Regions from separate parts of the Sus scrofa genome. Here region 2 is linked to region 1. A link is a contact called in public Hi-C data. All regions are on one chromosome and are shown on one strand. The core of a region is the stretch at or near the end of the contact, and the rest is flanking DNA. Distances in the headings are between cores, read along the strand shown. Region 1 holds the start of ASB6 (ankyrin repeat and SOCS box containing 6). Region 2 has its middle 21 kb from the start of TOR1B.

The links. Hi-C and Micro-C count contacts between places; a contact is called where the count stands out from the background.
Region 2: a Hi-C map of skeletal muscle shows a contact between it and region 1, with 2.9 times the contacts expected there. The contact joins the enhancer-like site here to the promoter of ASB6 in region 1. A contact is called at or near these places in 16 of 47 Hi-C or Micro-C datasets (alveolar macrophages, brain, embryonic fibroblasts and 10 more) and 1 of 2 datasets of contacts at active chromatin or transcription factors (skeletal muscle).

The regions. Positions count from the first base shown.
Region 1 is chr1:269,832,791-269,839,836 of Sscrofa11.1, reverse strand. ASB6 (ankyrin repeat and SOCS box containing 6) reads left to right here and starts at 5,631. Exons shown (of 6, transcript NM_001099937.2): 1 at 5,631-5,821; 2 at 6,823-7,004. The coding sequence starts at 5,709.
Region 2 is chr1:269,943,094-269,949,342 of Sscrofa11.1, reverse strand. It overlaps the pseudogene LOC100521599. Among named protein-coding and RNA genes, the nearest start is that of TOR1B, 21 kb to the left of the region's middle. Within about 2 kb of position 3,287, at least 35 of the 83 cell types and tissues checked have an H3K27ac peak or open chromatin away from gene starts, as enhancers often do. A contact at or near this core is called in alveolar macrophages, embryonic fibroblasts, omental adipose tissue and 2 more, where this site is marked.

The DNA of each region.
Region 1 (7,046 bases), core at 4,382-6,881:
ACCAGGGACAGATGTGGCTGCTGCCAGCCCCTCCTGTCCAGAGGGGCACCAGGAAGGCGGGGATGCTGGGAGGGGCCGTGACACCGCCCTCCTTCGGCCCCTGCCCTGAGTGTGTGGTGCGTGTGTATGAATGAGTGTGTCTGAGGAAGTGTTTGTGTGTGCTTGTGTGTGAGAACGTCTCACAAGGATGAATGTGGTGTCACAAGTCCATGTGTGTGTGTGTGGTGTGTGTGTGTGAGCACCTGTGTGAGCCTGTGGTGTGAGTGTTTTTTGTGTGTGTGAGTGTGGGAACGGGTGAGCAAGCGTGGGAAGGGGAGAGAGCGTGGGGGACCGTGGCCGGGCAGGGCTCCAGGGAGACGTGACAGGCCAGGCCCGGGATGGGGTCCCAGCTGGCCCCTGGCTGGCTGGCTGCCCTGGAGCGGGTCAGCTCTCTCTCTGAGCCTCGCTCTCCCAGACTGTGCCATGGGAGTCCCGCTGTCACTTCCTTCCTGGGGTGTTCTGACGAGTCGATGAGACATCCGCGCTGGGTTTCCAATCTAATTCGTGGGGCCCAGATGCCACCCACCAAAGGCTGCTGCTCTTAGCAACGTCTCATTCATATGGTCAGGCTGGGCCCTGTGGTACCGAGGGCCTGGGGCGGGAAGTAAAGGGGGTCTGGGGGTGGGGGGCGGGTTCAGGAAGGGCTCGGGGGAGGTGATCTTCCTGCTGTGAAGAATGTCACCAGATAGAGGGGGCAGGAGAAAAGGCTCTGTGGACAGACGGGGGCCTTGCCCGGCGTTCATGGCCTCGTCTTGGACCCTAGATGTAAGAGGAAGTGCAGGGCCTGATCCCCTGCCTCTGGCTGATTTCGCATTTTGAGTCTCAGGTTAAGTCACATTCATTGGTAAGAGGGTAGGAAATACCCAGAAACACAAAGAAGATCAAAGTTTCCCAAATCCAGAACCCAGAACACCCACCACTAATATCTCAGCCTGGGCCGTCAATAATCACGCCTATCGGAGTTCCCACTGTGGCTCAGTGGGTTAAGATCCCAACTAGTATCCATCAGGATGCAGGTTCAATCCCTGGCCTCACTCAGTGGGTGAAGGATCTGGTGATGCCCTGAGCTGCAGTGGAGGCTTGGGTCTCACATGGCTGCGGCTGTGGTACAGGCCACTGGCTGCAATTTTGATTGGACCCCCAACCTGGGAACTTCCATATGCCGCAGGTGCAGCTCTAAAAAGACCAAAACAAAAACAAACAAAAAAAGAATTATTCCTGCTCATGCACAGGTGCGTGCGTGCGTGCACACACACACACACACACACACACACAAAGAGCTTTTTCCCTAAATGGGATCAGACGGCACCTACTGTTCTATAACTCGCTTTGGTGAGCTGCTATAGGACAGAGTCTAGCACGTGGTTAAGTTCTGTAAGTCGGCTGTTACCATTGTTGGCGTTGGACCACTGGAGTGGCTAAACGTCTCTCCTCATTTTGTTGACAGTTTTCCATCCTTTGTGACTCACTATGCATGTCCTCTGCCCATTTTTTTGTTAGTATTTTTGCCTTCTTATTGTTGATTTTTTTTTAATGGCCAGACCCCAGGCATATGGAAGTTCCCAGGCCAGGGACTGAATTCAAGCCACAGCTGCAACCTGTGCCACACCTGTGGCAACGCTGGATCCTTTTTAGACTGTGCCAGGCCAGGGGTCAAACCCGGGCCACCACAGAGACGGTGCCGGATCCTTAACCCATTGCACCACAGCGGGAACTCCCTCTTGTCGATTTTTAAAAGTGCTTTATATATTAAGGTTACTCCTCTCTGTGCATTGGATAGTCAGAGGGACTCCCAAACTCCCTGGGGAGGAGGAGTCAGGGACAGACCCTGCCAGGGTCTGATCACTGGGTGCTTGGCCCCAGGCCCCCCAGCCTGCTAAGAACGCTGGCGTTGGGTGGCAGGAAGTGGCTGGGCTGGCAGGACAGTGAGAGGCAATAGCAGGGAAAGAAGAGAGAAGGTTCAGAGCTGAAATGAGAGCCTCTGACGACAGAGCCTTAATGGGAGGCAGATGGAGGAAACAGGGGTTGCCCTTACTGACGGGAAGGAGGTCATGGGTCACAGAGCTTTCTAAAGATAGGAGCCTGGGCGACGGGCTGGCGGCAGGGCTGCTCCACTGTGTGGTGCCCAAGGGCTGTGACAGAGCAGGGGCCAGCTCCTCTCTGCGGCATGCCCGGACCCTCCCAGGGCCAGAGCCGGAGAAGCTGCGAGGCACTTGAGCCCTGGAGGCCAGGTACATGGAAGAGTCCCCCAAACTGGGGTTACAATTCCAGCCTAGCTGTGCAACGTTGGGCCGGTACCCAAACCTCTCTGAGCCTCAGGTTTCTTGTTTGAAGAAAAGGTGTTAACACCATCATCGGCTTAGCAGGGTGTATGAAGAGCAGTATGTCAAGCGTTTCGCACAGGGCCTGGCACATCGAAAGGGCTCAGTATGTCAGGTTAACTCGTGATTGTCACTGTCCTAAGCACCAATGATAGTTCTCTTGTTGCCAGAGACCGTCGGTGACACCAAAGACCTCTTTATTGACTCCAGGACTCTCAGAGCTGAAGGGCCTTCAGGTTACAGGTGGGGAAACTCTGGGTGAGGCCCAGAGATCAGAAGGGCCAGCCTGGGGTCACCCACTGAAGCAGCGTTATTGTGTCCACCAAAGAGACACATTCAAATCCTAACCCCTTGAAACCTACACCCGTGATCTTATCTGGAAATAGAGTTTTTGCAAAGGTAGTCAACGTAAGATGAGTCCAGGAGTTCCCGCTGTGGCACAACAGGATTGGTGGTGGAGCACCAGGACGCAGGTTCGAGCCCCGGCCAGGCGCAGTGGGTTAAAGGCGCTGGTGTTGCTGCAGCTGTGGCGCAGGTTGAAAGCATAGCTCAGGTTTCATCTCTGGTCTGGGAACGCCACAGGCCTTGGGGCGGCCGACAAAGAAAACAAAAAAGTGAGTTCATTCTGGATTAGGGTGGGTCCCAAACCCAGTGACTGGTGCTATTTAGAGAGGACAGGGAGATTAGGACAGAGACACAGACACAGGGAAGAAAGCCACTGGAAGACAGGGGTAGGCAGGAATTCCCTGGGTGGCCCTGCGGGTTAAGAAAAACCCGCATACCCGGATACCCGACTAGTATCCATGAGGATGCAGGTTCAATACCTGGCCTTGCTCAGCGGGTTAAGATTCCACTGTTGACGCAAACTGCTGTATAGTTCACAGATGCGGCTTGGATCCGGGGTTGCCATGGCTGTGGCTTAGACAGGCAGCTGCAACTCTGATTCGACCCCTAGCCTGGGAACTTTCATATGCCTCAGGGGCAGTCTTTAAAAAAAAAAAAAAAAAGACAGGTGGGCAGAGATTGGGGGGTGATGTCACCAAAAGCCCAGCAGTACCTGGGGCTGCCAGAACCTTCCCCCAACCCCAGTTCTGCCACAGACCCCATCTAGCTACTGACACACGCTTTTCCCTTTACCAGGCCTCTCAGCCCTGCGCCGTGGAGCAAGTCACCCAGGATCAAATAGGGCTGTGACACCTTTAGGTCGTCTGGGGGCTGCTGTGCCCTTCAGAGCCTTGACCAATTGGAGGGTGGAGGGTGGACCCTTCAAATGGGAGCAGACATTCCCCGACCCCCCAGGGTAACACCTGGGGAGACTGAGGCACATTGGAGCAAATGCCACCTCCAGATGCGCTTCATTGCCAGACGGGAATATGGGCCCGGGTGTCGGATCGCCTGGTTTTACAGGACAAGCTGGAAATTCTCCATCTCTGTGTGAGCAGTCTCCCAATTTCACTCCAGGAGAAGAGACTTCCAGGATCAAGAACCAGGGCAGGAGTTCCCATCGTGGCTCAGCAGTAACGAATCCGATTAGTATCCAAGAGGATGCAGGTTCAATCCCTGGCCTTGCTCAGTGGGCAGTGGGCAGTGGGTTAAGGATCTGGCACTGCTGCGAGCTGGGGTGTAGCCTGGCAGCTGTAGCTCTGATTCAACCCCTAGCCTGGGAACTTCCTTATGCCCTAAAAGGCAAAGAAAAAAAAAAAAAAATGAAGTGTGCTGGGAACCAGGGATGCTGTGGTCTCCTGGCGAACCTAACCTGGGCTGCCCTACTCCTCTTCCTTGCTCCTTAGGCAGTGGGATGGAGGGACAAAAGGAGGGCTTCTAAGGCCTGATGGGGATTTTTAATAGCTTGTCACCTGATCCGCACAACAACCTTATAAACGGAATCATAAGTGCAGTGAGCAATTATCCAGCCCCTGTTCGGTCCCCATAGCCGGACTGAGGACGCTTTGGATTGGGCTTTCTTGCTAAGACTGTTCGGCTCTTGGGGGCAGGGGAGCCCTTTTCTACTCATTTTTTATGTTTAATCATAGACACATGCGGTTGGCTTTAAACTTGTCTCTAAACGTTTTCTACTTTCCTCAACAGCTCTGGTCTCTGGCAGGTGCTGGACAGGAGAGGCTCCTGAGTCCACATGGGAAGGGGTGGGGGCTGGTGAGACCCAAGCTGCCATGTGAACGGCTGGGACTGGCACACCTCTTCATAACGGGCTTTCCAGAATCATGAGGTCATCAGGGGCGTTCCCGTTGTGGCCCAGTGGAAAACGAATCCGACTAGGAAGCATGAGGTTGTGGGTTTGATCCCTGGCCTCACTCCGTGGGTTACGGATCTAGCATCACCGTGAGCTGTGGTGTAGGTCACAGACACGGCTTGGGTCTGGAGTTGCTGTGGCTGTGGTGTAGGCCTGCTCCAATTTGACCCCTAGCCTGAGAACCTGCGGGTGCAGCCCTAAAAAGCAGGGGGGACAAAAGTGAAGTCATCAGGGCTCCCCTGTGGGCCTCGAGGTTGCAGAGGTTAAATGTGAGGCCCAGGGGTAGATACCTAAACTCCAGAAAAGTACCCCAGGCCCGGTCCCCTTCCTGCTAGGCTACACTTCCACCCACAGTAACAGAGCTCTTGGTCTAGGATCTTGCATGGGTTTGATTATCCCCATTTCACAGATGAAGAAATTAAAGTTCATTGAGTCCATCAAGGCAGAGAAAGGGGAAGAAGCCCCCAGCTGGCAGGGAGAGGAGCTTCCAGGGGACAGAGGCTAAGGAATTGCCCCATCGCCCGTCAGGGTGGATGTGGTCCAGTCGGCGGGGGCGGGGGGGGGGGGGGGGCAAGAGCCAGGCCAAGCCGCGGTCTGACCCAAGCTCAGGGGGGCCAGGGGACACCTGGAGTTCGAGACCCCTCCACTGCCGCAGAGAGTTGGGCAGGGGTCCGGCCGCTGTGCGCAACGGGCGGAGTTCGGACGGCGCCCAGCGGCCGCGGGCGGGATCGCAGGGTGGAGCCAGGCCGGACCGGGAAAGGGCGGGCCAGCGAAGGGCTGGGATCCCGGTGGACTGCAGGTCGGCGCCCTCCATTCTCCAGGGACCCCCGCCGCACAAGATACCCCCAAATCGCGCTCCCGAAGGCGCTCGGTCCTCCCGGACGGCAGAGGGCGCTGTCACCCCGACTCTCTTTCCTGGGCCGGAGGGACCGGAAGTGCAAGTGCGAGAGTCACTTCCGGCGCGGAGCAGCGGGTTGGGCTGTGTATGAGGCCGGGTTCGGGGACTGGACCAGTAGTGGCCAAACCTGGCCAAGACCGCGGCTGCCGGAACGCTCGCAGTCGGCGTCTCGGCCTCAGCGGAGGGTGCGGCCGCCGCAATGCCGTTCCTGCACGGCTTCCGGAGGATCATCTTCGAGTACCAGCCGCTGGTGGACGCGATTCTGGGCTCCTTGGGGATCCAGGACCCTGAGCGGCAGGAACCCCTGGACGGGTAACTCGCTCCCTGCCCCCCTCCGACTCGGCACTGCTCCCCCTTCATTGTCACGACAAACATGGCGGGGCGGGCGGTGTCCCCACCTAACAGATGAGACCGAGACGCGCTGGGGGAAGGGTGCTCCGGGCCAGCGCCCGGAGGGCTGGAGGGTGCGGTGTTTGCAGGGCCTTCGCCTCAGGGCCCCACCCTGCACCCTGCCTGTCATGTGCCCTCCACCTGGAGTTGCAGGGCAGCCGGGTGGCATCTGTGAGCAGTGCGAAGTGAGCTTTCTGTAGCCGAGTTTGCAATTGTACATCCAGGCGCGGGTCTATCCGTGAATCTCTGGGAAGGGTGTTAGAAAGTGAATCGTTTGCGGTACATCAGTGAGCTAAACAAACTCCCAGCCTTCACGATGCTTATGCTCCAGAAAAGAGAGACTGACAATCGTTAGTAAAGTGTTTAATGCCTTAGGTGGAACAGAGGAAAGAGGGATCAGGTGTCTGTTTCTGGGATCAGCTGGAATTGGCGGGGAAGCTGGGTGGGTTGGGGCAAAGGTGCAGAAGGCTTTGCTGCTCTCAGCCTTTGGAAGACGGGGAGGCTGACTGACTTTGGGTGTGAGCAGGCAGGAAGTCTGCTGACTGCCCTGGGCTGGTCCCGCAGTGTCTGGTTCTCACTCTTGGCCACAAGGGTTCCCTTCAGTGCCAACAGTCCAGGTGTATGAGGCTTTGTATCCATGCCAGGGGCCAGATTCTCTGGGCAACATGGAAGGAGGCCGAAGACAACCCCTGTCCTTTCTTGGTAAACCCGAGGCATCTGCTCCAGTAGAAGGATCCAGCTTGGCCCTCTCTCTGCCACAGACCTTTTCTGAAGAGACTTTCTGCCCTGCCTTGGGGGAGTGATTTGGGGGGAGACGGGGGGAATGACATCAGGAGACCAAAGGCCACCCACCCACAGGGTGCCCAGCCAGCTGGTCCCACAGCTGTTCCCACCCTCAACTAGTCCCCCCTCTCCTGCCCCAGACCCAGTTATGTCGCGAGTGAGGAGAGCCGGATCCTTGTTCTCACTGAGCTGCTGGAGAGAAAGGCCCACTCTCCCTTCTACCAGGAAGGCGTGAGCAACGCCCTGCTGAAGATGGCCGAGCTGGGGCTGACCCGTGCCGCTGACGTTCTCCTGCGGAATGGAGCCAACCTCAACTTTGAAGGTCAGCTGGAGCCCAGAGGACCTGGGGTGATAGGTGGCTTAA
Region 2 (6,249 bases), core at 2,038-4,537, 110 kb before region 1:
CTAAAAAAACCTGGCTTCAGGCCAGGGTTGTGGGCAAGCGTTTTCACCCTGTGTGCACTTCAGGGTACAATAGACCCCCTCTGAACAAGAGAGCCTCTTCCCGCTCTGCTTCCTGCCCCGGCCTGGGAGCTCCAGGGAAGCGACAGCAATCTTCCTGTCTGATTTGTCACTGTGTCCCTTGTACCCAGAACAGGGCCTGGCACAGAGAGGGCACTCAGTGAAGGAATGACTGAACAAATGAATGAATGCAGGAGGGAATGCAAATTTATGAAACTTATTGATGGGCGGTCCCGTTGTGGATCCGTGGGTTCCCAAGATACCGTCTGTGAGGATGTGGGTTCCATCCCTGGCCGCATTCAGTGGGTTAAGGATCTGGCTTGGCCACAAGCTTTGGCAGCTGCAACTCTGATTCGACCCCTAGCCTGGGAACTTCCATATGCCACAGGTGTGGCCATAAACAAGAAAAAAACGAAAAAACCTTATCAACAATGTGAGTCAAAAGTCCTAAGGACATGCTTGCACAGTTTGACCCAGAAATTCCACTTGCAGGAATTTATCTGAATGCACGCAGATGTCCATCTCAGCATTGTTTATACTAGAAAAGCACAGGGAACAACCTAAATGTCCAGCAGTTGGTTAAACACAAAACTGAATTTTGTGTGTGTGTGTGTCTTTTTAGGGCTGCACCCTCGACACATGGAGGTTCCCAGGCTAGGGGTCGAATCAGAGCTGTAGCCGCCGCCTATGCCAGAGCCACAGCAACATGGGATCCGAGCATTGGGATTTTTATTTTATGTATTTATTGATGTACAATTTACCTAAATAAAATACACAGATTTTTTTCTTCTTTTTATGGCTGCTTTTCATTTCCTGTGGCACATGGAAATTCCCAGGCTAGGGGTCTATTTGGCGGTGCAGCTTCCAGCCTACACCACAGCCACAGCAGTGTAGGATCTGAGCTGCATCTATGACCTACACCACAGCTCATGGCAATGTCAGATCCTTAACCCACTGAGTGAGGCCAGGAATTGAACCCACATCGTCATGGACACAAGTCTAGTTCTTAACCCTAAAATACACAGATCTGAAGGGACAGCTCAACATTTTTTCTTTTAACTTATGTAGACATCCCTGTAACTACTACTCAGAGGGGGACAGAAATTTCTCAGCACCCAGGAAGTTCCCTGTGTCCCATGGGGTCAGGACCCCTCCTTCACGCAGAGGTAACTGCCTTTCCGGCTTTGCTGACGTTCTGCCTCTAAGAGCCAGCTTCTCGCTGAGACCTGCTGTCTCTGCATAGCTTTCTCGGGTCCCGTCATCTCTCATCTGGGCAACAGCACCAGCCTCCTCGCTTGTTCCCTCTCCTCTGACACCCCCTGCCCGCCAGCAGTCACCACCCTGCCTGAGTCCACACCACGCCCAGATGGGGAAACAGAGGCACAAGCGGAAGGTCAGGGCTTCATGATGGGAAGGGCAGTGGGCAGTGCAGCTGGAAGCACCTGCAAGATGACTCCCCAAGCTCTCAACCGCTCTACTGCCGCTGCATGAATGAATGAATGAATGAGTGAATGACCTATTACCAGGTTCTCTTTCTCAGAAATACAGCTACCCTGGAGTTCCCCTTGCGGCACAGTGGAAACGAATCCAACTAGGAACCACAAGGTTGCAGGTTTGATCCCGGGCCTCACTTAGTAGGTTAAGGATGCTGTGCTGCTGTGAACTGTGGTGTAGGTCACAGACATGGCTCGGATCCGTGGCTGTGGTGTAGGCTGGCGGCTATAGCTCCGATTTGACCCCTAGCCTGGGGACTTCCATATGCCAAGGGTGAGGCCCTAAAAACCAAAAAAGAAAAGAAAAGAGAAAGAAATACAGCTACCCTTTGGAAAAATCATATGTCCTGTTGCTAAACAGTTGAATTTGAGATCGCTTTCTTGGCTGGGACGAGGAAAGGGAGGAGAAGGGAGGGGAGGAGGGGGAGAGGGAGGAGGAGGTCTCAGCCTTGCTGGACAGAGGGTGACTCTGGAAGGCAGTCTTCCTTCCACTGTGGCACTTTCCCCGAAGACTGGCCTTGACCCCCAGCAGCGGAGTGGCTCTTTATTTACCCAGTGTCTGAACCTTGGCCGTCAGAGGGTTGAGAGGCAGCGGAGGGCCCCCCTCCTCCCCCCCGCAAGGCCTGTGGTTTGAGTGAAGAAGGCGATTGCGTAAAAATGGAGAGCCTTACACAGCCCCGGGCCTGTCCCCTCCTGAGTCATGCTTGAGGGAAGGGAGGAGAAAGCTGGAGCCTGAAGCCCCCTCGGGCGCCATGGTGATGGGTGACATCGCTAAAGTCATCCCCTGCTGAGCTCAGGCAGAGGCACCCGGAGGCGGGTTAAGAGGCAGGAGGGAGCGCGGCCAAGGCTGGCTCAGAGCAACTGCAGGTCTGGGTTGGAGAAAGGTCACCAGGTCAAGTGTCTGTCTTGGAGAGAGAACCAAGAGAACAGAGGAACAGGGCGCCTGTGCCATGGTCCCTGGGACCCTGGGACCCAGAACAGTGCCTGGAACACTGACATGCTCAGGGTTTAGGGGCTGAATGGACGAATGAATGAATGAATGAGTGAGGTGTGTAGCAGTGGTTAGGGATTCCTGGTTTGCTGCAGCTGTGGCACAGGTTGCAACTGCGGCGGGTTTGATTCCTGGCCCGGGAGCTTCTCCTTGCTTCGGGGCAGCCCCCTCTCCCCATAAAAGAGAATGAATGAGGGAGCCATTCATTCTCAAGTTCATTCTGCTCTGCTGGGCCCTTGGGTCCCCCACTTTATTCTGCAACCTTTAGAAATGACTGTCCTGGAGCCTCATGTGTCCCTGGTTCCCACAAGGGACTGGCCCTGGCATTCCGGTCACAGGCCGGCATTTTCACATGCTCCGTGCAGAGCCTGGGTGTCACTGACGACTGGGTGACGATTTGGCATCTGAGCAGGAGCAAGAAGCGCTTTTCCCTTAGTGCCAAGCCTGGGGCCCAAACTGTGCTGCCCCCAGAGCTGGAGCGGGGTGGCTCAGGATGAGACAAGAGGGACAGGGTCTTCCAGGATGGCTTAGCTGCCTGGGTCCCCGGCTGCAGCAGGGGGGGTGGGGCGGCAAGGGACACATCGAATCCTTTCCTGGCTCCAGGTTCAGAAAGCTCTGGCCACCCACCCCCAACAGCCCACGCTCTGGGCTGAGCCATCGATTCCAGCCCACGGGCTACTTGGCTGCGGTTCTGAGAGCGAGAGTCCAGACTGGAAACCTGAGATCTGGGGGAAGGTCGGAGCATCCTTCTGGGCCAATGGGCGATCAGCTCCCTTCCCGGCCACGCCCCTTCCTCCTCCTCCGGCCTCCCGAGAGCCTTCTTCCCATACACCAGATACATATGTATACAGATCTCTCCGTGGTTTAGCACAGCCATTAACTAATTACTTCACTCTTCCAGAATCTCAACTTCCTCATTTCTAAAATGGGATTAAGGAAGACCATGGGCTCATGTGTCTATAAAGCACTGGGCACCATGTCTGCCGGCTAGTTGGCGCTTGCTTTTGTTTTTGTTTTTTAAGGAAGGAGATTCACACTTTATTTCTCCAGTGACATGTTTACAGTTGAATATAAATGAAAGGGCTGCTTGCACGCCAAAGCCAGGTCCTATAGGAGGTTCAGTCAAAGAGGCAAAACCCCCAGCTGGCTCACAAGAGAAGTGTCCACTCCTTGGCCCAGGTTGGGGGACTTTGCCCACCTCGAGTTCACCAATAATGTCTTCAGTATCCTCAGGTGTCAGATCCTCATAGCAGCTGTCGTGTATTTGAACCATTGGTGCGTTTACACAGGTTCAAATAAATGACATGCCACTTCTGTAAGAGTGAAAAATTTGTCAGGCATAGTCTCCCCAACCTTTATCCCAGCTTTTTCTGAATGACCTCAAGCATGCTGTCAGTTTCTTTTTGTTGTTGTTGTTGTTGCCATTTCTTGGGCCGCTCCCGCGGCATATGGAGGTTCCCAGGCTAGGGGTGAATTGCAGCTGTAGCCACCGGCCTACGCCAGAGCCACAGCAATGCGGGATCCGAGCCGTGTCTGCAACCTACACCACAGCTCACGGCAACGCCGGATCGTCAACCCACTGAGCAAGGGCAGGGACCGAACCCGCAACCTCATGGTTCCTAGTCGGATTCGTTAACCACTGCGCCACAACAGGAACTCCTGCTGTCAGTTTCAAAGCCTGCAAGGCGTAGGGGTGCAGGCTTGAAGATGACACGTTCATATTTGAACAGGTTTTTGATTATATGTTGTATAAAGTTGCTACTTCATATGCTCTTATGGGCGGTACTTGCAAAATGTCTGCCGCCTTGTTCATAGCAGAGATGGGCAGCCATGCATTCTGGCTTTGGGCTAAATGCAGGACTGGAAGCACAGCTGCTGCTTTCTGCCCTTTGCGGTAGGTTTTTTTCTTTCTCTTTTTAAATACAATTGCCTCTATCCTCTTAGAGTTTTCTGGTATGAAATCAAACGGAGTATCTGGGTTATTCTCAGGAGTATCTCTGTGCACCAGTAAGCCTCCTCCAGCTCCATTCTGCGTAGCTGTCTTATGCAGACTCCTCACGTGCCTTCCCCACTGAGAGATGAGGCCCTCAGCCACCACCCTGAGCACTGCGGAGAGGAACGCAGTGGTTCCAAACTTGGGTTCCATGGTGGCCCAAACTCTGGGCCTTTCTGGCCACGCCAGGAGGAATCCTGATCGCCCTAGTTAGCTCTTATTACCATTAATCTTGTACATAAGAATTATTATTTTATCACTAAGTTTACTGTCCCGCCTGTGTTCCCAGCCGAGGCTGAAGCTCTGTCTCTCAGCTCTGTCTCTTTCCAGGAGATAAGAGTCAGTTCTCTTTGCCAGGTCTTATGCTTTTCTTGGAGGCAAACTGTCCGGCTCCTCCTTGTGGTCTGACCCTGCTCCGGAGAGCGCTGGTCAGTCGCCGCCAACATGCTCCACGGTGACACACCCATGGCCCGAGTGGCCTTTGATGGGTCCACGTGGCCAGAATCTTGCCCAGAGAATGGCCCGGCCAGAAACATGGAGTGAGGACGGGGCTGCTGGTTGAGAGGGGCTGGTCTAGGCCAATACTCTGCTCTTCTGTGCTAAGGACTGGATTCGGGATGAGGTGAGAGCAAGGAGGCCTTCATGGTGGAGGGGCTGGGGTCGGGTAGTGGGCAGGGGCGCAGTGAGAGGCTTGCATGAAAAATGTCTTACCCTGCAGTACTCACAGACAAGCAGGATCTGAAATGGGCTTCTGTGGGGCCTCGGCTTCTGGGGGACCCCAGAGTCCAGGAGAGCAGCTGGCAGAACAGCGCTAACTAGCTCTGGCTGGTTGTGGGTGATTTTGCTGTTGCTGAGGCAGAGCCACGCTGAGGATGCTGGGATGAAGGGACTTACAGTGAGGATGCTACGGTACAAAAGGAAGCTCTCAGGTGGGAATGGAACACAGGTGAGGATCCCAGGGCTGGCCAGGACCCGAAGCAGATTCACGAGGGGCCTGTGTGTCAACGTTCTTTGCTCAGCTCCTATCACACGCAGCCATTCCCTCGGGGCCCCTGAGCTCAGACTCCTCCGGGGGGCCCAGGCTCCTGCACCAGCGGTTCACCTTTCCATCTCTTCTGTTCTACCCTGGGAGCACCTTTGGGGCGGAGCTCTCCCCAGCTGTGGAGTTCATTGGCCGTTGGCTAGCCTCCCATTGGCTGCCTGTGGTCAGGTGCTCTCTGCTGTGGCCAATCAGCTGTGGCCTTGGTCGTCCTGGACCAGGAATTGCCTGGGCCGGTTTTCCGGGGGAAGATCCTGCTACCTATATGTGTTTGCTGTCGGGGGAGACCCTTATGGAGGCTCAGACAAGGCCTAAATTCTGGGCTCGTCCAGTACAAACCCTGGCTTCCAACCAGCCAGTCAGGTTCCTGGGCAACCCAGCAGCGCCCCCCCCCGACCCCCCAACCTTTCTCCTCGATGCATCTCTCCTCACCTGGTACAGACACATCATTGTGGTTCTCATCCTGCTGTAATTAGTTGGCTACCAGTCTCTACCCCCACTGGACTGACAAACAGAGGGCCAGTGGCCCTTCCACACACAGGCATCCGCCGTCCCTGGGCTCTGCCTCTGGAATCAGACTGGCGGAGTTGAATCTCTCAGGTGTTAAACCAGCACCACCAGCATCACTGATAGTTTACATTTAATGACACAATTCTACCTGCTACCTGGGTTAGCT